Linked DNA regions of Gossypium hirsutum: region 2 is linked to region 1. A link is a contact called in public Hi-C data. All regions are on one chromosome and are shown on one strand. The core of a region is the stretch at or near the end of the contact, and the rest is flanking DNA. Distances in the headings are between cores, read along the strand shown. Region 1 holds the start of LOC107916388 (transcription factor MYB26). Region 2 holds the start of LOC107896115 (mediator of RNA polymerase II transcription subunit 9).

Region 1 (5,043 bases), core at 1,375-3,874:
ATATATTTGTTAAATAATTATGTTTTCACTCACATCATAAGTGTTATAATCTTGTATTAATTAAATATATGTAATAATTATCTGTTTATTTACTTTTAAAAGACTCCAATACAAATGCCAAATAACTATCCTTCAAAATAACATATATAAGTTGTAATTCTTTTTGGACTTACATGGAATTTTTTTAAAATAAAAATATAATGAGTTAAATTATATATATTAAATTATGGTACACCTCAACGTGAGTAAAAACAAATTTATGTAATAAATATATCAACTAAAATTTTACATAAAAAATAAAATAATGGTTTTAGCGAAAAAGTTATAAATCTCATTATAATTGAGATTTTTATTTTATAAAAAAAATGCCATCGTAATATAATTTAATTTGCATATACTTATATTTAAATTAGCTCTAATCCTTTATGCTCTCCCCTCTGTTCCAAAAAGTTTAAAACAGCTAAGGACCTTAAAAAGTTCATAAATTACCAGTTACTATATGTGTATACCCTACACATTGATCTTCAGTATTCTCAGCAATTCCTAAAACCTAATATATATGTGTGTGTGTGTATATATATATATATCAACCACCTAAAAATGTATAAATATGAAATATTTTCCTACAGTTTTAATGTCCCCTTCACCTACAAATGAGAGAGAAAGAGAAAGCTAACACTACATATTATAGAGGAATTCTCTAGAGAGAGAAGAAGAAGAAGAAGAAACTGATACACAAATATATTCTGGAAGAGTAATATGTGAAATGAATAACCTACATATTTATTTATGGAACATCATCAAGATAGCATTATCCTCGCTGAATATCTGAATTACTAACATTTAGTATTTGATTTTCTCTCATATATTGGACCGATCCTGCATTTTACATATATATTTTTATATATATCTTATGCATATATAATATATTATATTTCAAGAAAATAAATGCTTTTACCTAGCTAAATCCACTCCAAATTATAATATAAGATGTGATGAAATCCGCCATGCCTGTCTAAGGGTCCCAGCTGCTTGAAGGAAGATTAGGGTTTGTCAAATACTGCCCGCTGGATAATGCCGATAAGGACGATGATGATGAAGATGAGGGTATCGATGTGATGATGGTATCAATGTACTCCATCTGGCTTGCCCCCACCTGCATGTCATGTGCATAGTTTGAACCGGCAGGTATCGGGGGGAAACATGAGGATAGCCTGGAGACTAGTGGGTCGATATTGTTTTCTAATGAAACCGATGGTGTTTGTGGGATGTTGCACACCATGTTCCCTTCAAGGATTTCACAGAGTTTCGGCACTGTTGGAGGACCCATTAACGGATTGTCGAAAGGTGGATTCATAAGCTTGTCACTTACAAAGTTTTGAGCTGCTTCATTGTTGAAAACTTGGACTTGATGGTGTTGATCATCATCTTGATCATGTTGAGGTCCAAAGGGTAATGTCCATGCAGGGTCGAAGGAAGCAGTATTTGAAGGGGGTGGTGGTGGTGGGAGCATTGGTGTCAAGGGGAAATGATGGTGAACCAAATCTGCATGGTGACCGAAACTTTGTAGAACAGGTGCTGTGGGGGAAAGATAAAGCTGGTCTTGTTGAGCAGCGAGGATCAAATTAGGGTTTGCATTTAGAGAGATGAAACCAGCTTCCTCCGTATGGTTTGAGCTATGAACATCAGCGAACGAAGCCAAAGCTGGGACATGATCATGGGAGATTAGCTTCTTCTTGATACTTGAATTCCAAAAATTCTTCACTTCATTATCAGTCCTTCCAGGTAGATGCTTTGCTATCTGTGCCCATCTGTTTCAATATTTTTTTAAAAGAAGACAATGATTATTACAATGATTATGAGTCAAAAAAATTCCATAATAATGAAAAAAACATTGAAGAACCTGTTGCCTAGAATACTATGGAGTTCAATGATGAGAGCTGCTTCTTGTGGTGAGAAACTCCCACGTTTCAAATCAGGTCTTAAGTAATTTATCCATCTTAATCTGCAGCTCTTTCCACATCTTTGCAGGCCTGTATAATTTAAAATTAACAACAACAACAAAAAAGAACAGCAACAAGGAATCAAATGTAGTTGGTATTTGAAGTTATATTGTCTGCAAAAAAACAAAAGGTTAGAAAAAAAAACTAGTGCAATTTAGATTGTAAAACAAAGAAAAAAAAAGGGTTATGATTATCATTTATTATGAATAAAGAAACCTGCAAGTTTAGGGACTGAACTCCAGCAACCATGGCCATAGGTTGTAATATAGTTGATCAGTTTCTCATCTTCCTCTGGTGACCATAGTCCTCTCTTCACCTTCTGCTTGTTGCAACAAGAATGGTGCCCCATTTTTTTTTTCTTTTCTCTCTAGAGAATTTGATTATCTTAAAAGCGAAAAATAGAAAAGCATATAAGAAAGAGACAGAGAGAGAGAGAGAGAGAGAGATTCTATATGGTGAAAAAAAAAGACGAGAGACCAAAAGCCCTAGAAATTTGATTACAAGAAAATGTGAGAAAAAAATTAACTTTGAAGGGAACTGATAAGAAAAGTAGAGTGAGGGAGGGGGGTGTGAATTTAATGTAGGGACTGTACCAATGGTGGCCCAGTTAGGGTTTGTGGGCAAAAGGCTAAAAACTGCAGTATGAACCTGTAAGAGTTGTATGGCTTATAATGGGATCCTCCTTGCCATGGGGGTACCCAGTACGCGTGGCACACATGCAGTTCGATGGGACCCAATGTTTTTCAACAGGTCCCACTTTGGACTTATCGACTTAATGTAAGAATCAAACTTGTTGAAATATATATACATTGGCTGATGAAAATTATTCTGACATTCTGACCTTCCAATCCCATACTAGCATTTTTCCTATGGTTTTTCAAAATATTCAACTCTCTCATCACTGGGAGTTTTGTTTTAATAATGAGGTCACCTGATCTGACGGTTGTGATTGTATCAATATGTTTTTCTTGATGTGATCTTTTGTGGGTCACCATTGGATCACTGAAACAGTAAACAGAAAACCACCTTCCCTATATATAAAGGTAAAAATAAAGTTTTATGGATTGACAGCAAAGGTTTGTAAAACTGTCCCACCATAGATGCTTTGTTATTCTGTGCTAAAAATGGATTTTAAGTGTTTGAAAAATTGAGAGTATCATTTCACATTCAATTGATTATTATTACCATTTTACTCCTTTCTTCTATACATGACTTAACTTTGCATGTAATCAACCACCACATTCAAAGCCATGCAAAGTTATATAATATATGTTTTAACTCAGTTTCATATCTAATTAAACAATTCGTCGTTGCTGCATGCTAGCTACCTAAGCTTGCTTCAACTTCAAAATCACACTGCGTTCTAAATTATCATCATCATTAAAGGACTCCTACTTTTCATTCTTTTTTCTTTTTTTTTTTCACTTAATATTATATTAATTAAAAGTCTGGTCAGTCAATGTCTAGACGATTCTTTAGTCATTATTTAATGATTTATTTTTACTAATATTAAAAATAATTCATTTTTTTTATTTGGAAATATCATGGACAGCACATGCTACTATTATTTATCAGTTACTTAGCACGTTTAAAACTGGTGAAAAGAATCTCGAAATGAAAGCCAAATTATTGATTGGCATCTAAGCAATGGAAGACAGCCAAAACTTGATGAATTAGTAACTATGCCTTAGGGACCATATATTATATTTATATTATCCGGACAATCAATTTATCTTTGATGCATATTAATAAATTAATAAATTATAATTACAACTTAATTGTACGACATAATATGAACAATAAAATAAATATATATATATTTACAAACTTATAACTTATTTATTTATATCAATATTGAGCTTACTTATTACTATTGAACTGAAAAATTAATGCAAATCTCTTAACTTTTGTTGGATCTCTGGACAAGATTGGCCACCTTACCATGAAAAATGTAAACATAAATTCAAAAGTAGATGCTTAAATCAAATTTACTTTATTTTTTATTACCTAAATTATTAATTTTCATTGGTGGGTCATATATACATACCCAAAGAGAGGTTAATCACTCGAGAATGATTAGATTATATAATTATAAGGAAATAGCTTCTTGGTTCTTAGAAAGAGTGTGTCCTTAAGACAGGGATTAAATCAAGACAAAACCTAAAATTACATATTATACACGTATGATCATGGTTTTGATATGATAGAAGTGGGTCACCTAGTACAAATGCATGCTGGTCTTTCCAATTTCCAAATTAAAAGCAGAATATTTTTCCAGGATGAAGAAATCATTATATCAATCTTTTCCATTCATTATATTATAGGTTTTTCGAATATTTTAAGTTTTTTTTTGTGATAAAAGTAAATAGATATATAAAATTATAAATTTGAATTAGACGTTAAAAATTGCAAAATTGTCATATTTTTAAAAAAAGTAACGGATTTACAAACAATATAAGTAAAAAATTAAATTGACAAATAATATATTAAAAAATGTGGTATTAAAAAAAATCATTTATGTTATTAATATATATATATTGAAAAATGTTTTATTTTTTTATAAACGTGGTTACCCTCCTTATAAAATGTATGAGCATAGTAATAGTAGATTTTTATTTCATCAATAATAAACTTTATTAATAAATTTATTGATTATCTTACAAAATTAGCGGTGTTAGTAGATGGAGAATAGTAATTAATGTGAATAAAAACAAAAGGCTAAATGATATTGGCAACAACAAAATTGATTACTTATAACCCTTTGCAACTAAAATCCAACTTCTTACAAACATTCAATAAAAATGTGAATGTTAGTTGAATATAGCTACCCTATTGGAATTAAATCTTTTATTTATATTTGGAATGTTTTCTTTCAACTCTACCCTTTCATTCTCTAGTATTTTGTGTTGGAAATATATTACTGTAAACAAAGTTGTTAGCACTAATGGGGAATCAAATTAAGTGTAAATAAATAAAGCAATCACTCTATCATGGAAGGACCATAATTTTAGAAGCGATTTTTCCTTGATCAGTGTAATCG
Region 2 (5,253 bases), core at 2,537-5,036, 170 kb before region 1:
TCTGAGCGTAGCCTTTAGCCACTAACCTTGCCTTGTAACGAACATCTTCTTTGTCGGGAAATCCTTCTTTCTTTGCAAATACCCATTTGCAACCAATCGCCTTCTTCCCTTTTGGTAGTTGTGCCAACTTCCACGTCTTGTTTTTCTCTAGAGATTGCATTTCCTCTTCCATTGCACCTAACCATCTATTATTCTCTAAACTCTGAATGGCTTCAGTGTAAGTGGATGGAATATTATCAACAACTGGAAGTGCATAAGCTACCATGTCAGTGAAACGAGCTGGTTTCTGAATTTCTCGTCTCTGCCTTCTGACTGCAATTGGCTCTGATTGCCGTTGAGGTTCTTGGGTAGAAACCTCTTCCTCATCTGACTCTGCATCTGCCAATGAAGAATCACTAGTGGTACCTTCTGCTGGAATTACCACACTCTGCTCAAACTCCACCTGCTGCGGAGTACACTCCACCTGCTGCGAAGTACTACTCACTCCTTCTGGATTTACCTTATTCAACATGGCAGATTCATCAAAGGTAACATCCCTACTGATTATCGTCTTCTTTGCCTCTAGACACCACAAACGATACCCCTTAACACCAGCATTGAAGCCCATGAATAGAGCCTTCTTTGCTCTTGGATCTAACTTTGATTCTTTCACATGATAATATGCAATAGAACCAAAAATACGCAAGGTGTCATAATCAGTAGAAGGTTTTCCATACCATTTCTCCAAAGGAGTCTTGCCATTTATAGCAGATGATGGCAAATGATTGATGAGATGTTGAGCGTACGTCACAGCCTCAGCCCAAAACTTTCTATCTAATCCAGCATTAGATAACATACATCGAACTTTCTCCACAAGCGTTCGATTCATACGCTCTGCCACCCCATTCTGTTGCGGTGTTCCACCTACGGTGAAGTGCCTTACTATGCCACAATCTTGGCATATCTTCAGGAATGGATCGCTTTTATATTCTCCACCATTGTCTGATCGGAGAACCTTAATCTTCCTTCCTGTCTGATTTTCAATTTTAGTTTTCCACTTAAGGAAAACTTCAAGCACCTCATCTTTGTTCTTCATAGGAAACACCCAAACTCGTCTGGAAAAATCATCAATAAAGGTGACAAAATAACGTCTTCCTCCAAGTGATGGAGTCTTGGACGGTCCCCATACATCAGAATGCACATAATCCAGAATACCTTTAGTATTGTGAATCCCAGTGCCAAATTTCACCCTTCGTTGTTTTCCCAGAACACAATGCTCGCAAAATTCAAGTTTGCAAGTCTTTGTATCTTTCAATAATCCTTGCTTGGCTAGAGTTTGCAAGGATTTTTCACCAGCATGGCCTAAACGCATATGCCACAGCTGTGTTGCCTCAGCGTCCTTCTTGGTACTCGTAATTGCTGCTGCTGTTGTCCCGACCACTGTACTACCTTGGTAGTAATACAGATTGTTCTTTCTTATGCCTTTCAACATCACCAATGCTCCTGAAGTTGCTTTAAGAACTCCATCTCGTATTGTCACAACTAGGCCTTTAGATTCTAACGACCCCAAAGAGATGAGATTCTTCTTCAACTTTGGGACATATCGTACATCCCGCAAAATTCTAGTAGATCCATCATGACTCCTCAGTTTAATTGAACCTATCCCGGCTATTTTACATGTGTTATCATTACCCATGTAAACAACCCCTCCATCTAGTTTTTGAAATTCAAAAAACCATTCCCAAATGGGACACATATGATAGGAACAACCAGAATCCATGATCCACTCATCTGCATGTGATGTTGAAGATGTCATACTAAGAGAAAAGTCTGACTCTGCTTCACTATTGCATTCTGCAACATTTGCATCTTGCGGAGTCTTCCCTTTTTTCTTCAATTTTGGACAATCTTTCTTCCAATGTCCTTTTTCTTTGCAAAAGGAACATTCATCTTTGGCAACAGCTCGACCTTTGGACTTTCTACTCTTCCCCTTAGACTGACTTTGCTGACGACCTCTTGTTACCAATGCTTCCACTGCTGCTTCACCTGAACCTTTCAACTTATCCTTTCGGCGTAGTTCATAGCTATACAATGCAGCAGTTACTTCATTGAAAGTTACTTCCGATTTTCCATGAAGTAGAGTAGTTTCAAGGTACTCAAACTCCTCAGGAAGCGATCCCAACAACATTAACGCCAAGTCTTCGTCTTCAAAAGTCACATCCAAATTCAACAAATCAGCCACCAGCTGATTAAAATTGGTAATGTGCTCGTTCATCGTGGTACCAGGAACATAATTGAAACGAAACAGTCTTTTCTTCATATGCAACTTATTTTGACTGTTCTTCTTCAAGAATTTCTCCTCCAATGCTTTCCACAATTTACTTGCAGAAGTCTCTTTACTAAATGTATACTTCTGCTCTCTGGAAAGACATGATCGAATTGTACCACATGCCAATCGGTTGATGGTCTTCCATTCTTTATCATCAACCCCTTCTGGTTTTTCTTCCTCAATGGCAATATCTAGACCCTGTTGAAAGAGGGCATCTAGAAGCTCACTTTGCCACATGCCAAAATGACCTGTTCCATCAAAAATTTCCACTACAAATCTCGTATTTGCAGTTCCAATCCTCGGCAAAATGTACGAAGTGGAAGTTGTTGATATGGATGGTTTTTCTTCTGTCATTTTTGCCATAGCTTCTACTTAATAGCCACCAAATGCAGAATACCCACAAGCTTTAGGAAATGTTTCTGATGTGTAAGATCAGACTAAGCTGCAAACACAGAGCATACTACAAAACCTTGGCTCGGATACCAATTGTTGCGGAAGCGACGATAATATTAATAACAATATTATCAGAAATATTTAGATAATTATAATGCCAACAATTATACTAAGAAAATTCCCAGTTAAATTGGAGGGGTCACAAATGGTCCCGCTTAAAACCCAACAACTAGACAGAACTCACTTAGATATTTATAGCAATAATAACTAAATAAATATAACCAACATAAAGCTATTAAATATAAGCAAACAAATAAGAAATAAAATACCAGAGATTTAACGAGGTTCGGCCAATTTAGCTTACGTCCTCGGACACTACCAAATCAATATTTCTTCTAGAAATATTACAAAGGAGAAGATTTTGGGATGATAAAACCAAAGGGGGAGGGGTTCTATATATAACAAACCAAACCCCCTCCCTTTCTATCTTTTCCTAATGTGGGATATTGCCAATATTCAACAATATAAACTATAAAAATTTAGAAAAATATAGAGGCATGGCATTGTTGTTCAGTTACCCTCAAGTCCAATACAAATTCATATTGATTTCACTGCTTTGTCTAACACTTAAATATACTTTGATTGTTTTATGTTGCAATTGTTTCCCAAAAAAATGATTACAGAAATCCAATTTCGACTAACTTATATTAAGGTATCCGTTTAATGCTTTAACCCATCATCATCTTGTATATATAATTTTATGTAATTTAGATTTTATATGTTTTATTATATATTTAATTATTTTGTATATATATTCTAGACTAATTTTTATACTTCCTTTTCATTTAAATAAATTATATTATATTATCAACTGAGTCTTAATTTGATTGGCAACAATATTATTGTCAGTATAAAAAAAGATTATGAATAATTTTAGACATTATATAAAAAAATATTATAATAAAAGTTAATTTAAACATTTTTCATTAAAAAATATATTATTTATCTATTATTATGTATTATCTTAAAAAAATTAATTTAAATGTCGATTTTTGTGACACTCATCCCATTTCTCTTACCTCGTGGCAGAACGTAATTGGAGAAAATGGTTAAGGGGCATGTAGGGTACGAAACCAAGGGCCCGCAAATCTGTCTCTAACTGTGCACCGGCAATGGCGCGCGGCAAAGTGGTAAAGGAAACGAGGGAGCTACCCATAGCCAGCCATTGAGAGAATGACGATGGATACGTCCGCAGGAGGTGGAAGCTGGACTACGATCCCAAGCGTCCCACCCCACAGTAACGTATCTACTCCCTCAAATCAAGACCCTCCATACCTCTCTCCTCCACCTCCACCATCACAACAAGAACTGCAGCAGGATCAACATCATCAGTCACTACCTTCTCACTTTCACCTCTTACACGTATTCCTTTAATCAAAACCATAACCTTATCACTCTTTATACTTTCTTTTTGTTTATGGGTTTGTTTTGGGGGTGCAGCTGGTCGAGAATTTGGGTGATGCAATTGATAATGGAACTCGGGATCAACATTCTGATGATTTAGTTTGTTTGGTTTTTTTTTTCCCTTCTTTTAAAATTTAAAACTGGTTTATTATTTGTTTCGAAGATTACTGATTTTCTACTTGGTGGGTTTTCTGAAAGATTAATGAACTGAACAATCATTTTGAGAAGTGCCAACAGCTTTTAAACTCGATTGGGGCATCAATTAATACCAAACCTATGGTAAATTATCTACTTATCTTCTCTTGTTTCTTAACTTAAAATTTCTGTTCATAAACTGTGATATTGATAAAGCTGCATGTCTAACATGAAAGTTTTTACTCACATATTCTTACATAGTTATGAGAGTAACCCGATACATAAAATGTATTAATATATATTAGTGTTAGTGCTTCTTCCTGTAACTTAATTTATAGTTTTTGGATTGTAGACTGTTGAAGGACAAAAGCAAAAGCTGGAGGAAAGTGAACAATTGTTAAATCAAAGGAGGTTAGCAATTGGTCCTTGATTTGTGTTTTTCTTTCCTGCAACTTAAGTATTTAATGTGTACATTTCGTTTTTCTTCCAATTCAAGGGACCTAATTGCCAACTGTAGAAGCTCTGTTGAAGATCTTGTTAAGACTGAGCCATAATGCACAGGTAAGAAAATGCATACAAAACAATTTGACATAAATATTTGCTTGCAGTACTGTTCACTGTAACGTATCAATTAAGATTTCAATTTGCGTAAGAACTGCTCATTAACATTCTTTGTTTCAAAGATTCAATTTCATCGACCTAGTTTAAAAAGTGTCATTGCTTCTTTGTGTACTCTTTTTTGTGTTTTGTGTGAAAGAAGCAAGTAACAGAGTGTTTAGTCTTATAGATATTGTGGGGTTTCAGTGAGGGCATATTAATCAGGGTCAGGGCAAGGGAAGTTGTCTGGAATCAATATAGGGAAAAACCATGTAAATGCTAGTGTTTATCTTCACAACAAAAACAAAACGAATCTTACCATGAAACAGGTTTTCGAGTAATGAACAGAAAAACCG

Evidence for each region. Hi-C and Micro-C count contacts between places; a contact is called where the count stands out from the background.
Region 2: a Hi-C map of leaf shows a contact between it and region 1, with 3 times the contacts expected there. The contact joins the promoter of LOC107896115 here to the promoter of LOC107916388 in region 1. A contact is called at or near these places in 7 of 34 Hi-C or Micro-C datasets (hypocotyl and leaf).

The regions. Positions count from the first base shown.
Region 1 is chrA10:6,464,018-6,469,060 of Gossypium_hirsutum_v2.1, reverse strand. It overlaps LOC107916388 (transcription factor MYB26), which reads right to left and starts at 2,624. Exons shown (of 3, transcript XM_016845656.2): 1 at 2,220-2,624; 2 at 1,904-2,033; 3 at 718-1,811. The coding sequence starts at 2,352. The coding sequence ends at 1,016.
Region 2 is chrA10:6,630,667-6,635,919 of Gossypium_hirsutum_v2.1, reverse strand. LOC107896115 (mediator of RNA polymerase II transcription subunit 9) reads left to right here and starts at 3,786. Exons shown (of 6, transcript XM_016821251.2): 1 at 3,786-4,123; 2 at 4,202-4,264; 3 at 4,364-4,444; 4 at 4,653-4,711; 5 at 4,797-4,861. The coding sequence starts at 3,935. The coding sequence ends at 4,854.